Regions from separate parts of the Mus musculus genome. Here all the other regions are linked to region 4. The links are chromatin contacts, called in public HiChIP or PLAC-seq and promoter capture Hi-C maps. All regions are on one chromosome and are shown on one strand. The core of a region is the stretch at or near the end of the contact, and the rest is flanking DNA. Distances in the headings are between cores, read along the strand shown.

What was found. Promoter capture Hi-C pulls out the DNA fragments that hold promoters and counts their contacts. HiChIP or PLAC-seq counts read pairs in DNA pulled down with a chosen protein or histone mark.
Region 1: a promoter capture Hi-C map of neural stem cells shows a contact between it and region 4. The contact joins the promoter of Ccdc25 here to the promoter of Fbxo16 in region 4. A contact is called at or near these places in 2 of 39 promoter capture datasets (cranial neural crest and neural stem cells), 1 of 115 datasets of contacts at active chromatin or transcription factors (astrocytes) and 1 of 9 other capture datasets (adipose tissue).
Region 2: a contact with region 4 is called in an HNF4G HiChIP or PLAC-seq map of pancreatic cancer cells. The contact joins the promoter of Scara3 here to the promoter of Fbxo16 in region 4. A contact is called at or near these places in 7 of 39 promoter capture datasets (the 3T3-L1 cell line, HPC-7-derived erythroid cells, the SN4741 cell line and 4 more) and 1 of 115 datasets of contacts at active chromatin or transcription factors (pancreatic cancer cells).
Region 3: a contact with region 4 is called in an HNF4G HiChIP or PLAC-seq map of pancreatic cancer cells. The contact joins the enhancer-like site here to the promoter of Fbxo16 in region 4. A contact is called at or near these places in 6 of 39 promoter capture datasets (the C10 cell line, the HPC-7 cell line, embryonic stem cells and 3 more) and 1 of 115 datasets of contacts at active chromatin or transcription factors (pancreatic cancer cells).
Region 5: a contact with region 4 is called in an HNF4G HiChIP or PLAC-seq map of pancreatic cancer cells. The contact joins the enhancer-like site here to the promoter of Fbxo16 in region 4. A contact is called at or near these places in 4 of 39 promoter capture datasets (embryonic stem cells, hippocampal neurons, pre-B cells and 1 more), 10 of 484 Hi-C or Micro-C datasets (B cells, cortical neurons, embryonic stem cells and 1 more), 4 of 115 datasets of contacts at active chromatin or transcription factors (embryonic stem cells and pancreatic cancer cells) and 1 of 9 other capture datasets (liver).

Annotation. Positions count from the first base shown.
Region 1 is chr14:65,836,000-65,838,699 of GRCm38.p6, forward strand. Ccdc25 (coiled-coil domain containing 25) reads left to right here and starts at 1,303. Exons shown (of 9, transcript NM_145944.5): 1 at 1,303-1,485. The coding sequence starts at 1,458.
Region 2 is chr14:65,952,298-65,954,997 of GRCm38.p6, forward strand. Scara3 (scavenger receptor class A, member 3) reads right to left here and starts at 1,447. Exons shown (of 6, transcript NM_172604.3): 1 at 1,199-1,447. The coding sequence starts at 1,205.
Region 3 is chr14:65,781,856-65,784,555 of GRCm38.p6, forward strand. No RefSeq gene overlaps it. Among named protein-coding and RNA genes, the nearest start is that of Pbk, 23 kb to the right of the region's middle. Within about 2 kb of position 1,301, at least 26 of the 459 cell types and tissues checked have an H3K27ac peak or open chromatin away from gene starts, as enhancers often do. A contact at or near this core is called in pancreatic cancer cells and trophoblast stem cells, where this site is marked.
Region 4 is chr14:65,265,291-65,267,990 of GRCm38.p6, forward strand. Fbxo16 (F-box protein 16) reads left to right here and starts at 1,328. Exons shown (of 8, transcript NM_015795.2): 1 at 1,328-1,493.
Region 5 is chr14:64,632,054-64,634,753 of GRCm38.p6, forward strand. The region is part of intron 2 of Gm36924 (a long non-coding RNA gene); the gene reads left to right. Among named protein-coding and RNA genes, the nearest start is that of Gm36924, 8.8 kb to the left of the region's middle. Within about 2 kb of position 1,413, at least 65 of the 459 cell types and tissues checked have an H3K27ac peak or open chromatin away from gene starts, as enhancers often do. A contact at or near this core is called in embryonic stem cells, liver, pancreatic cancer cells and 1 more, where this site is marked.

The sequences.
Region 1 (2,700 bases), core at 53-2,552, 570 kb after region 4:
CCAACTAAAAAAGACTTTCTATTGGTTTAAACCCATGTTGGAGCAGTCTTCTCTGGTGGATAGCCTACAACATTGACCAGCACCAGGAAACCCAGAATGATAGTGGGTTTTGTAAAGTGAAAGAATTAGAACAATAGTGGAAACTGCTTAGTGGGAGACTCTGGCTAGTTTCTTCTTTTGAGAGAGTTAAAGCCAAAGAGGGGACATTTTTACCATCAGGTTCTACTTGCCTAGAATTTCCTGCTCTATGAAAGACTAGGCTCTCCAGGGACGGTAAAACTCCTTTTCTGTAGCCCTTTTGTGTGGTCTGACTTTTGGAGCTTGTTGGAGGGATACAGCCCGAAATGGACTCTCATATTTTTTCTTTATCAGAAATAAGAAAAACTTCCAAGTCAAACCTAGGAAGGCTGTGGAATTTTGTAAATTTATAGCAAGAGGTTCTGAACTTCAGAAGTTTGGTATTTGTTCAGTCTTGTAGGTAATAAGGAGCAGACATTAGATTTAAAGGAACAAAAAATAGCCCTACTCGGAATCCCAAAAAAGGAGAGTGTCTCTGGGTAGTAACAGTAACAATTCATTTGAGAACCTTCTGTCCTCGATGCAATTTAGTTCATTGTTTGACTGGGCAAGACAGTGCAGCATTTCTTCCATCTTGTATTCTTGCTGAGGCCATCTCAGGCTTAGATAGGGTTTGATGAACATTACCTAACTCTATTCTGACTAGTTTGGTCAAGTCAACAAACAAAAAACACAACAAAACCCTCACCTATGTCAAGTAATGGGAGAATGAGTTTATTTAAAAATTGGTTCTTGGGGCTGGTTAGATGGCTCAGTGGGTAAGAAAGAGCACTGACTGCTCTTCCGAAGGCCCGGAGTTCAAAACCCAGCAACCACATGGTGGCTCACTATCGTCCGTAATGAGATCTGATGTCCTCTTCTGGTGTGTCTAAAGACAGCTACAGTGTACTTACGTATAATAATAAATAAATCTTTTAAAAAAATTGGTTCTTACTGAGTGCCTCCTGAGGAAATGGTTACAGGGACCCTTAACCATGCATGAAAAAGGCAGTTTCTGCACGCATGGAGCCCATATTGGGTTGAGTGGGAAGACATAAAAAGCGATGACCAACTCTCGTGTCCACTTAGTAGAGCCTCTGAAAATAAAGTCTGCCCTTAGTATTTTTTCTTTATGACTTCAAACAAGATGTATTTCCCCAGCTAATTTCTTTCAACCAGACGCTTGAGCGGAATCCTCAAAATCCCCGGGACACCTGCTCTTCCGCCAACACCCTTCCCTTCGCCAGGACTAAAGATGGCGCTGACAGGACGGCGTTGTGACGCGACGGCACGTCCGCCGGAAGTGTCCTGAGGAGAGCCTGGAAGCCGGCTCACCCTCGCGCCGGCGGTATCTCAAGCTTCGCGTTTTGAGTAGGAGTCGCCACTCTTCTACCAGGATCATGGTGTTCTACTTCACCAGCAGCAGCGGTGAGTGACGCCGGGGCCCCTGCTTCCAAAGCCGGCATTCCCCAGCCGCCGCGCTGGGCTTGGACTTAGTCCTGAACCGCGTCCTTCCGCGGGCACCTCTCCCAGAGCCTTCTGGTTCCCTGCTTGGCCGTCCCCTCGGCTGCCTGGTCGTCCCCTGGCCCCGGTGGTCGCGGCGGGAATGCGCCCCCGCTTTCTTTATACCCGGTAATCATTCTCGTCCCCACTTGACAGACCCGCCAACGCTTCCTGGACGTGTGTGCGTTCCAGCCTAGTCCCCCACGTCCCCGTCGCAAGCCTTTGCCCTAGCGTTCTGCCCGCACCTTGGAGCGATGCTTGACCAGTGCGACAGGTGCCAGCAGATGTCTCCTGCAGGAAGAGTAGCTTGCCCTCCTACGCAGGGAGGGCCTGGGGTGCCGCGGAGAGCAATCGGAGGGCTGGAATGTTAGTACAGCCCCTCCCTGGGCAGAGGTGATGGTCCAGTGGACGTCTGCTAAGGCTACTGGGTTGGTTTTGGAAGGCCAGAAAGAGCTGTTTCGGTTTCCAGGAAATGCCGCGTCAACTTAGTTTCTCTGCCCATATTGTCCAGAATCAATTTCTAATTTTAAACTCTCACCCCATTAAAATAGCGCTTGCCTTTTTGAAGACACTGTGTGAGACCCAGTTTCCTCGTCAAGATAAAATATGCATTTCTTTCTGGACCCCCCTTAACATTCCTTTAGGACTGCTCTCATGTGGTATTAAAAGGTGTCTGCTTGAGCTACCGGGCAGGTCTCTTGAGGGGCAGTCTGTCTTGTCTCCTTAGCATAGTGCCCTACTTACACAGTTGGCTGCTGTGTTGATTTTTGCCCCTTCTTGAGACAGTGAGTGGCTCAGGTTGCTTCAAACATAGACTCTCCTGCCTGAAGGCTCCCTGACGTTGGCATTACTTTCTAGGTCCCCAGATCTGGAGTTATTGTTTGGTGGTTTTGTCTCTTAGTACTTTTTAGTTTGTTTATTTTTGAGACAGGATCTCATTATGTAGCCCTTGGCTGGCCTAGAACTCACAGTGTAGATCAGGCTGGCTTTGAATTCATGCTACCCTCTGCTCTGCCTCCCCAGTGCCGGGATTAAAGGCATGTACTACCTAGCCTTTCATGATACTTTTAACTGAAGCATTATTTTGTGAAGCGTCCTTCAGTGTGAGGTGTTTGTTTGTTTTTCTTTTTTGTAGCCATG
Region 2 (2,700 bases), core at 197-2,696, 690 kb after region 4:
GCATGGGCAGAAGGTGCCAGAGGCCAGAGGGAAGGGAACAGAAAAACATCAGTCTCTTCTGGACCGGAGGGCAGAGCCAGGGCTCTAGACCCTTTAGCTGGCAATGAGTGGTAACAGGTTGCTATTCTATTTTACTAGCTGCAGAATTCCAGGGACTCGATGCAAAATGAAAGAGGAGGGTGGGGAGAGTCCTTGTTTAAAACATTATGCATTTCAAGATTCCATCAGTGGCACCATCACAGGACCAAGTGTGGGTCCTGTGGGAGTACTGAATGAGCGGCACATGGGACCAGTCAGAGATTTGTCTGCCAGGCCCTTTCCTCTGGAATACCCAATCCTTGGACACCAGAGAGACAAACCACCACTGCACCAGTTGAAGCAGGCTTGACAAATGGGGCCTGATCTCCTGTCACAACTGTCACTTTTCATCAACCCCCACTCCCCCCGAAAGTAGAGCTTTGAAGCCCTGAACACCATCCCACGGGCCCTCTGAGGAAGTTAGAGGTGGTGGAAGTTCTCCTTCGGCTGCTAGGGGAGAGTTACCAAAAGGCACCAGAGCGAGTACCCCAAACCTCATGACCTGGAAGGGAGCTCTCCGGTACCCGGGAGGTACAGCTTGGAACCAAGAAGGGTTTTTACTTCCATTCCATGTCTGTCTGGCCCTCAGGGCTTGCTCAGTTGCTCTGTCCTCAAGTCAGAGGTCAGGGAGTGTCAGATAGTGGGGCTCCGACTGGTCTGATAGCGAGGGAAGGGGACAGAGTTGGTAAGAGAAGCAGCTTACACCTGGGGAGGGTCTGCGGGAGCCTCTGGGATGGGACCTCAGCTGTGATCCACAACCAAGCATCCTTCTGTGCTCACTGGGGAACTGGATCCGAATCTTCTCGGAACTTTAAATTTGTTTTAAGGGGTAGGAGAGCAATGGCGGTGAGGCCGGTTGCTGCAAGGGCCCTGTGTGATGGTTCACCCTTCCTCTCTTTCTCCGGACTTAGGGCTCTTCCTGTCCCCTTCCGACCCTACCCCATCCCTCCTCACTATCTCCTGAAGGATAGTTTTTTTAAAAAGTCAGGGGCCCTGACCTGTAATATCTATTATGGGGACTTTCAGCCCTCCTGCAGCCCAGGCATCAGGGTGCCCTGGCCCGGCCCTTGTCTTGGGAGGAAGGATGGATGTTCTCTATGCTCCCGGGGAGTCTGCTTACCTTTCATGGTCCCTTCTGCGCGGGCCTCTGCAGGGCCCCCGCGGCGCTCGAGTAGCCTTGGATGGAGCGGGAAGCCGGGGTCCTCCCCAGGCACCGACCGCGGCCCCTAAGTGCGGCCCGCGGGTCTGAGGCTTGGGTGGGGACACATGCGGCGCTGTGCCGCTGCTCGGGCGGCGAAGCAGGAGAAGGATCCCGGGGGTCGCAGGCTGGGGACACCACGCTGCCCGCCGGAGCCCGGCGAGCTGTGTTGCCCCGCGCCCCGCAGTCCTGGCCTCGCGCGCATCCCTCCCTCCGCCTCCCGCCCTCCCTCGTCGTCACCGCTTGGGCCCCGGCCCAGATCAACTTCCTTGATATTTTCAAAACTGCCGCTGCCAGGGCCCTTTGTGCCCCTGATGCGTGGGGCTGGGTGCGCGAGAGGGTTCCCCACCCCGGGGGAAAGCGTGGTTACAGTTGTGGTGGGCGGGGACCGGGACCCTGGATTTCAGTCCTGTATAGTTCCTTTGCCTGGCTATAAAGCAGAGAGACCGGGAGGAGCAAGAATTCTTGGGCATCAGCCTTCTGCCAACTGTTGGTTTTGCTCTGGTCTGTGCTCTCCACATCCGTACACCTCTGCACTGCAAGCCTCCTCTTAACCTGGTCGTCTCTAGTTGACAGGGCTTGCTTGCTATGGTTCTGCCACTGCTAAGTTCAGTAATGTTGAATTTCTTATCTGCAAGGGAGAACTGGGCCCTGAGCACTCCCAAATCCTGCTACATGTGGCTGGGCCACTGGTGTAAAGGACCCTAGAGGGAAAGCCGCCTCAGACTTGAAGTTGACTCTTGTCATAAAAACCCCCATAAAAGCTCCATTTTGTGTTAAGTGAGCATATGTTAACCACACATTCAGCGGTTGGTCGGTTGGTCACCTCCCAACTTCCAGATCCTGCCCCAAGTTCTGGGAGAAGGTGAGGAACACTTGTCGGTAAGGACCAGAAAGCCAGCAATTAAGCAACAGCACGGAGATGTGGCGGACATTATGATGGCAAAGGTCAGGACCTCCAGAGGGAGGACAACCCAGCCTGGTCTCCTGGCTGAAGATGGAGATTGGAGATGGTGGTAACATCAACAGCAACACTAAGGAAGCCAACTGGCAGAGGAGAGCTGGTTCCCACCCCCCTATTCCTCACACTCCCTATCCCCATCCCCCCCCCCCCCCACCTCCTGACCACCACCTGGGCATCCCTGACACGGGGAGAAATTGTGTTAGGTAAATGACCTCTTGGTCCAACATGTTTTGGGGTAGTTCCCTCAGCTTACTCCCATTCTTGGTGGGGCTGGATAGGGGTGTGAGCTTTTCTTTTCTTTTCTTTTCTTTTCTTTTCTTTTCTTTTCTTTTCTTTTCTTTTCTTTTCTTTTTCCTTTCCTTTCCTTTCCTTTCCTTTCCTTTCCTTTTCTTTTCTTTTCTTTTCTTTTCTAAAAAAGCTCTATTTCTAACATGTGTCCTGTTGCTGTTCTTTATTGCCT
Region 3 (2,700 bases), core at 51-2,550, 520 kb after region 4:
TAGATGATATCTCTGTTCTCTTCCAGATCCAGTATTTTATTACCTCAAAGCCTCTTCACCTGCTGGCAAGTGAAGCTCAGCAGCTCAAAGTGCTTGCCACACAAGCCTAATGACCTGAATTTAATTCCCATAACCTACATGGCGATCAGAGAGAACTGACTCACAAAAGCTGTCCTCCAAGCAATACATTCATTCTGTGGCGCACACAAACACACACGTACACTCGCTCACACACATACGCGCACTCACACACATACAAACACACGCAAACATATACTCATACCCTCACATACACACACAATACTCACACTCACACAGAAACACACATACACTCTCACACTGACATGTATACATATACTCTCACACATACACACATGGATGCACTCACACTCAAAAACACATACACACACATACACACACTCACACATATACACACATGCACACATGCACATAAACACACACATACACAGTCATGCACTCACACTCAAACACACTCACACACATGTAAACATGTACATACTCACACTCAAACACATGAACATAAACACACATACACACACATCTGCACACACTCACACACTCATACATACACATGCACTCACACACATGCACTCACACACATGCACACATGTACACTCACACTCAAATCCACACACATACACACACTCACATGTATACGCACTCACATATACACAAAAGCAAAATTTAAAAAATATAAACATAAACAACAAAACAACAACAATAAAACAGCAACAACAAAAACCAAACACCCTGCTAACCAAAATCTATATAGTAGAAAAATCTGCTACTATAGGCAAGATGTTTTTTGTCCTGTATGTCACACTTACAGCCCTCTATCCTGTCCAGTATATGTGAGAGAGCCATTTATACAGCTAGCTGACTGTCACCTGGGGTCTAAGTCCCACTCAGCTTTATCTCCTCAGTAAACAGCCCGGGTTTTGGCACATGTCGAGACCCTAGTCACGCTGAGTGGCGTGAGTGGATGGACCCCATAGTCGTCGGCCACGCTTAAGAACATAGTTTCCTTGATTGCACTTCCTGCCGCCGTCCTGTTTCCTCCTCAAAGCCAAATCCTGTGGGTTAAAATGGTGTCCCGCATCCGACCAGCCACAGCCTGAACTAGTGTGACAGGAACCTTTAGCCTAAGCAAGACAAGCTTGGAGCAAATTTACATGATCCTGCAGGCGATGGCTCTAGACCTTGCAGGGGCTGGAGGCCGGAGACCATTCTCCTCATGACTTAGCCTAAAACCTTGTGAGTCACAGGCTGGAGGAAACTTTGGAGGGTGTGTTGTGGTTGGTGTTCCAGTCACCACATTTGAACACACACTGTCACTCCATACCACGCTCCTGGCTGTCTAACTGGGTTGCTGAGTTCACTTTTTGAGTCAACCTACATTTTGTCATAAGTAGGACAGGCTGAACTGCTACTATCATGACAGAGAGACAGTCGGTGGTCAAGCCGCTGAAGTGACAGCAGCAGTCCCCCCACCCCCCGCAGAAATCAGAGTTCCTTTATGAGATTCTGAGTCCCATTAATAAAGGAATCGAAGAACAAACCCAGAAGAAAGCTCAAGAGTGATTTAATCGGAGTTTAAAAGAAAAACACCAGGGCAGACAAACTGTCTCTCTCTCAACAGCCGCTTGGAGGAGGAGGAGGAAACATTCATGTTGTTTGCCTTAAGCCAATATGGAGGCCAGCCACCTGATGGACAAGCAGCTACACAGCAAGGTGGGGCATGGTAAAGAAAGAGTGAAGCCAGGAGTGCTGAGGAAAGCTGCTTAGGCTCTGGCTAGCTTCCAAAGATAGATGAGAAGGCAGAAAATGGGAAATTACAGTTTCTAAGGCAGACACAACAGAACCCAGTGGCAGCCCTGAAACAATGGCACAGAGGGGTGTTACAGATTGTCTTATTAAAGGAAAAATGACTCTTCCTTTCTCTTCAGCATGGTTTAAGGTAGATCCACTCTCCTGAGGGGTATCCAGGTGACTGACCAACTGAACATGGAGGCAACAATGGCATGTCTTCACCCACATGTAGACTCCATTCTTTACTGAGGGCCCCAGCAGTAGTACCCCTCCGGCGAGGGATGGACAGAATGGGGAGCAAAGGAGGCAAATGTAGGTGGTGGGGATAACAAAGACTGTAGACGGACAGAATGAGAAAGGTAGCCTAAGAGTACAGACGTCAGAGGCTTTAAAAATCCAAAGTCATCATAGATGACCAGCCCTGGGTTCTGCCAAGTCTTGGAGACCAAGAATCCTGACACCCAAGGTTAGGAGCTGTAGCTGGCTAGCATTAACTCCTATTGATTGACACTGCATTGCCAAGTGCCAGGCACTGATAACCAAATCCCAGATCAATGAGCCTCTTGTCAGAGTGACTGGGCCTACACCTCTAGTTCTCAAGGATAAAAGCATCCAAGCTTTTCAGTTCTATCCATAAGCCTGAGGCTCTCAAGGGCCCGGTACTATCAAAACTACTCATTGCTTATAGTGACATCATTCATGTAGGACAAAGGGCCCTGGCCTGATCATTGGTGACAAAGGCACCACTAAACTGTGCTGTCCTTCTTCTCCTGTGTGGTGTGCTCATGGAGCCTTTGTTAGTAACTGTTTCCCTTCCAATCACCTGGCTAATCCCTAGCATCATTTGTGGTCCCTCCTCCCTACCGTGAG
Region 4 (2,700 bases), core at 78-2,577:
AAAAAATAAATAAATGAAAGGGAAGGCTGGCAAAATGGCTCGTAGGTAAAGGCATTTGGTGGCAAGCCTTATTACATGAGTTCAAGCCCTGGACTTACGTGATGCAGAGACTCGGCTCCTGAAAGTTGTTTTCTGACCTCTACACATGGCAGACACAGGCTAACACTCAGACATAGATACACACATGTAAATAAACCTAAATTTAAAACTATACTATTTTTAAAAATGATGAAACACGTAGGATCTGTAGGACTGCTTAAGTTGGAGGTGTCCGTTGTTTTAGTACGCAAAGGTAGTTTGGGAAGTTGTATTCTTTTTAGGTACTGGGGTTAAGTTTTGGTTTGCTGCTGCTTATCAAAATTGTTTTGCACTGTTTACACAGGCATGGGATTTCCAACTTCTCGGAATTCTTCAGGACTTGTTATCACAGCTACTAGATCCGTTGGTTATTTGCACATTACACTGTTGAGTTTCTCTCATTAGATTTCTCTTATGTTTTAGACAGGGTTTTGGAGTTCTGGCTAGTCTCCAACTCCCTTTGTAGCCAAAACTTTCCTAGGAACCCTGACCCTCTTGCTTCCACCTCCGTAGTGCTAGGATTGCAGGATTGAGCTACCATTCCCGCCTTCAGATTTCTTCCTTCCTTCCTTCTTTCTTTCTTTCTTTCTTTCTTTCTTTCTTTCTTTCTTTCTTTCTTTCTTCCTTCCTTCCTTCCTTTCCTTCCTTCCTTCCTTCCTTCCTTCCTTCCTTCCTTCCTTCCTTCCTTCTCTCTTTCTCTCTTTCTTTTTTCTTTCTTCTTTTTTTTTAATCCTTGAATTCTGTGGTTCTCACTACAAGTTGGGTGCTCAATACATTTAGCTAATTAAATGTGACTGGATCTTAAAACCTAAATACAGTTATTCTTATAAGGGCGTGCCATCTGCTGGTTCCCTGGCGTATCTGTCACTTGGCTTGGGGCAGTTCCCCCACGACCTCCCCTCCCCTCTGCAGGTGCTTTTTTTCCCATCTGACCCGTAGCCAATTGTTATTTCCTCCGTCTGGGCAGTCTTAAAACCTGGCATAATGGAGTTTGCGTTTCGGAGCTCCCGAGTGACCAGAGCAACACAACTGAGCATGCTCGGTCTGTTTTGGAACACAAACGCAGCAAGTCTTGAAGGGAGGTTTTTCAAGGCTGCTGGTTTCAGGATTGGATACAGCTTCCTCCAAGAATTTTATCAAGATGTTACAGCTCCTCCCACTCACCCGACTGCCACACTTTCTCCTTTTATCTCTGTGCCCAATTTTGGAGCCAGCCTTCCTTGGATACCCTGGCCAATCAAGAGTCCACACATTGTTGCCTAAGAGACCCCGGATGCCAGCGACAGGATTTATAGATGGCGATTGGCCTGCTGGAAGCAGTAAGGTGGGGGCTGAAAGGAGTCAAAGAAAGCTGCCCTAGTGCAACGATAGCAACCCCAGAACCAGAGGCTTGAAGAAGGAAGCCAGCTGCTGAGGTGAGCAGTGGGTAGAGCAGGAAAAACACGGAGATTCTGAGAGAGCTCCCCAGCTTCCCAAAAGCTTGCTGGGGCTCCTGGGGATTAAAGTGCGCTGCGGTTTCAATGGCTGCTTCACACCTCTGCAATTAACAACCAACAATTACAGTGCAGGTCAAGCAGTAGCTTTGAGAACCATGCATTACAGTGCTTATTTCGGTTTTAACTATTTGAATATAGGGTGAATTCCTATTTAAACCTACCCGCCCTCTATTTCTGATACTGTGCGAGATCCCCTTTGTCTGGTGATTTTACAGTGTACTGTGGGAGAATTGTGTGTTAGCAGAGAAACTCAATCCTAGTCTTCGTTGTAACCTCCGAATAAAACTCTTGACAACCTTGAGTATTTCCTCTGTGCCAGGGTCAGCATATTCTGAGTTTCAGTGTGCAGTCCCACAAGGTTTAATTCTCAAACTCCCCCTCCCCATGCTCTTCCAGGACATTTTCCCCCTTCCATTGAATAACATTTATTGAGCATCTACTATGTACGGCTGTGATACTGTGACTGGAGTTTAAATGAGCAGTGACAGAATACACGAGCCCCAAAGCATCAGGGCCTCATGCCACTGTCCTTACAGTGGTCAGGCTGTCAGTGGATTTGGACAGAGTACAGGAAAAGGGGGCACTAGGTTGAAATAGTTACATTGAGTTGACCCAGACTTCGAGTTGAGGAATTGGAATTCCAGTCATTAGTGAGATGAGACGGTTTGGCAGCACAGACCCTGCAAGAGGCAGGTGGATCTTTGTTACTTTAAAGCCAACCTGGTCTACATAGCAAGTTCCAGGCCGACCAGGGGTATGAGGCAGACTCTATCTCAAAACAAAAACAAAATCGAGACAGAACAAAACGAAACTTAGGGCTTGGAGTATCGAATACTTGGTAGAATGCTTGTCCAGCATGCATGAAGCCAGAACCCAACTCTGCATAAATCAGGCGTGTGGCGAACACTGCAATCTAGAACTTGAGAGATGCAGGCAAAAGGATCCGAAGTTTAAGGTCATCCATGACTTCAGGAGCAGGTTTGAGGCCTGCCTGGGATAGATCCTTAGGAAAATTATTGTGTAATGGGGATGGTGTGGACAATGGCTCAGAAGATTTAGGTCAGACCGGAAGCATGTGACAACTGGGACCTCTGCTTGGGTGTTGGGCTTTAGCTTGGAGCCATAT
Region 5 (2,700 bases), core at 163-2,662, 630 kb before region 4:
GTGAGCCACCATGTGGTTGCTGGGATTTGAACTCAGGACCTTTGGAAGAGCAGTCAGTGCTCCTAACTGCTGAGCCATCTCACCAGCCCTGTCCATCTCTCAAGGGGGAGAATGGACTAGATCTCTTTGTGTCTCTCTGCATAATCAGAGCCCAGTCGTTCAGTGGAGGGCAGTCAAGTCAGCAAAGAGCTAGAAAGGGCAGTTTGTGTCAGAAATCCTGGAGTCACACCCGACTCTGTGCTCGTCTGTAACCTTGGGAAGCCATTTCCCCTTAGACTCTGCACCTGCAAAGCTAGGCTGTCGACTGCTGGCCTCATAGTGCCTTTGGCAGCATTGACGAAGGACAGTGTTCACTGAGGTGGATCCTAACTGCAAGTGTTAGTAAATGTGTGCTGAAGGAGACTGACCTGTATGTCAGGGGCCAGTCACTTCCCACAGTATCACTATGCCTTTAGAAATCTCTGATCAAAACCATCTGGAACCAGGTCAGGCTCAATTGATAGAATGCCTGCCTGGTATGTACAAAGTCCTCTGTTCCATCCCCTGTGCCAGTAACCAAACATATTGGTGCACCCTTGTAATCAATCCCAACACTTGGGAGGCTGAGCCAGGAGGACTTCTGTGAGTTGAGGCCAGCCTGGATTAGCCTGGACGACTTCCTTCCAGACCAGCCAGAGCTACATGGTAAGACTTCTGACCCAATAAAATAAAAGAATAGAAATACTCCCATATATTTACAATGGCTTAAGTATTTCTTTAGACACTTAAAAAAAAAAAGTTTGTTTCGTAATTACTGGCTGGTCACTTGATCCCCCACCTGCACCCTCTGTAAGGAGCAGATCTGAGATCCCACCAGGTTCTCCCGCTGAACATTTAAATCACCAAGGAAACATTAACAACTGACTCTGAGCCCCACCCCCAGACATTCCAATATAATTGGCCTGGGGTGTGGCTGAACTCTGGGATTTATTTAAAAGCTCCCTGCAGTGAGTCTAGCCAAATAGTCCTCTCAGTGGCACTGCCAGGGCTTCCCGTCCCTCATACCCAGGACCCACCCACAGCCACGTAGTCCTCCACAGTTGTTCCTCCAGCTGCTCTCTGTGTGCCTGGGATAGCCCATGACCCCAGTTCCTGCCCTGAAGGATTCAGAAAGGCAAACAAGCCTGTCTTCAAATCAGGTCACAAACACACCTTGACTCACTCACCTTCCTGACTTCCTGGGTTCCTAATCTGGTTTATGGTTTACTGATAACATCCTGGAAGGAGAACCAGTTTCAGACTCGCCTTGACCTCCTGGCACCTTGACTGCTGCTTTAGTTTCTATTCTGGTCTTCGCCTCCAACCAGCCAGCCATCTTTGATCAGTCCGTCCTTGGCTGTCAGTGCTTACTATCCAGGCTGTCCCCAGGATGGCCTCCAGCCTTGGAACATAGCAGCCTGAACCATGCACCTTGCCAGCCTAAGCCCCAGTCCCACCCCAGCCTCCACCGTCCCGTCCCATCGGTGCCTATTACGGTCATCATATCCAGTTTCTGTTCTAATAAGGAAGTTGATAGCATTCACAAGAGTGAAGGGAGGGAACTGGGATAAATCCAAGAAAATGGAAGGCGGGCTTACCATAGCCCACACGTGGTCATGTGTGTGTGTGTGTGTGTGTGTGTGTGTGTGTGTAAGATGTAAGAGGGAGGATAAATTTATGCAGTTAGCTCGTCACACCTTCACATGGGTTTCTGGGATCAAACTCAGTTTGGCCAGGCCTTTGCCAGTGGAGCATCTTGCTGCCATTCTCATTGTTTCTTTAAGATAAGTCTCTGAGAAGTGGAATTACCAGATTGAAACTAATAAACAAGTGTAAGACTCCTCTGGAGAGTAAATATAGGATTCTCTCTAAAAGAGTTACACAAGCATCTACCTCTACCAGAATGAGTGAGGGTCTCCTTTTCATGGTGGTTGTGTTACAAGTTCAGTGCCAAATGTTTCACAATGTAGGAGAACCCTCCCCTCCCCCAAGATACTGGGGAGCCCTAAGTTATATTGAAGAATGTGGAAGACCATGGGACAAATACAAACCCTACATAGTGACTAAAATATAGGGCTGAAAACAAGCGTGCCTTTAGTTTCCCATGGAGAGTGCCTAGATAGTCCGTTGTCCATGTCCACAGCTGCGGATGTTGGCTCTCTGGCTCCTCCCCAGTAATAGATTGCCCACTGCTACTGCCACTGGGTAAGATATGACCCAAGGACACAGCTCCAAAGGCCTTCCAACTGCAAGTGTTAGCTGTCAGTCTTTGACTTTGCCTGTGGACTCACTAGCTACCTTTGTTTGTACTCGGATAGCATTTGTTTAATTTTTAACATTGGGAGTATTCTGACCGTGGTTTTAAGGGTTCAGATTATATACCAACAAATGCATGATTCAGTTGTTACTAAAATAGAAGGCTATGTGCCTGACCTATCTTAATGACAGTTGGAAGGACACAGGGACTCAATTAGGAAGGCCAGTAACCAAAGCAGAGCATATTACATGGACCATAATTTTGGCTTAGGCTTGGTGGAGAAGGAGGTTAAGACCACATATGGAGGATGGCTCTTACAAACCCAAGACTAGACGAGACAGCCAAGTGTTTCTCAGTCAATCAGAAGGAATGTAGTTTCTCTAAAGAAGCCTTTAATCCCATTTGGGGGGTGGGTAAGGATGGCA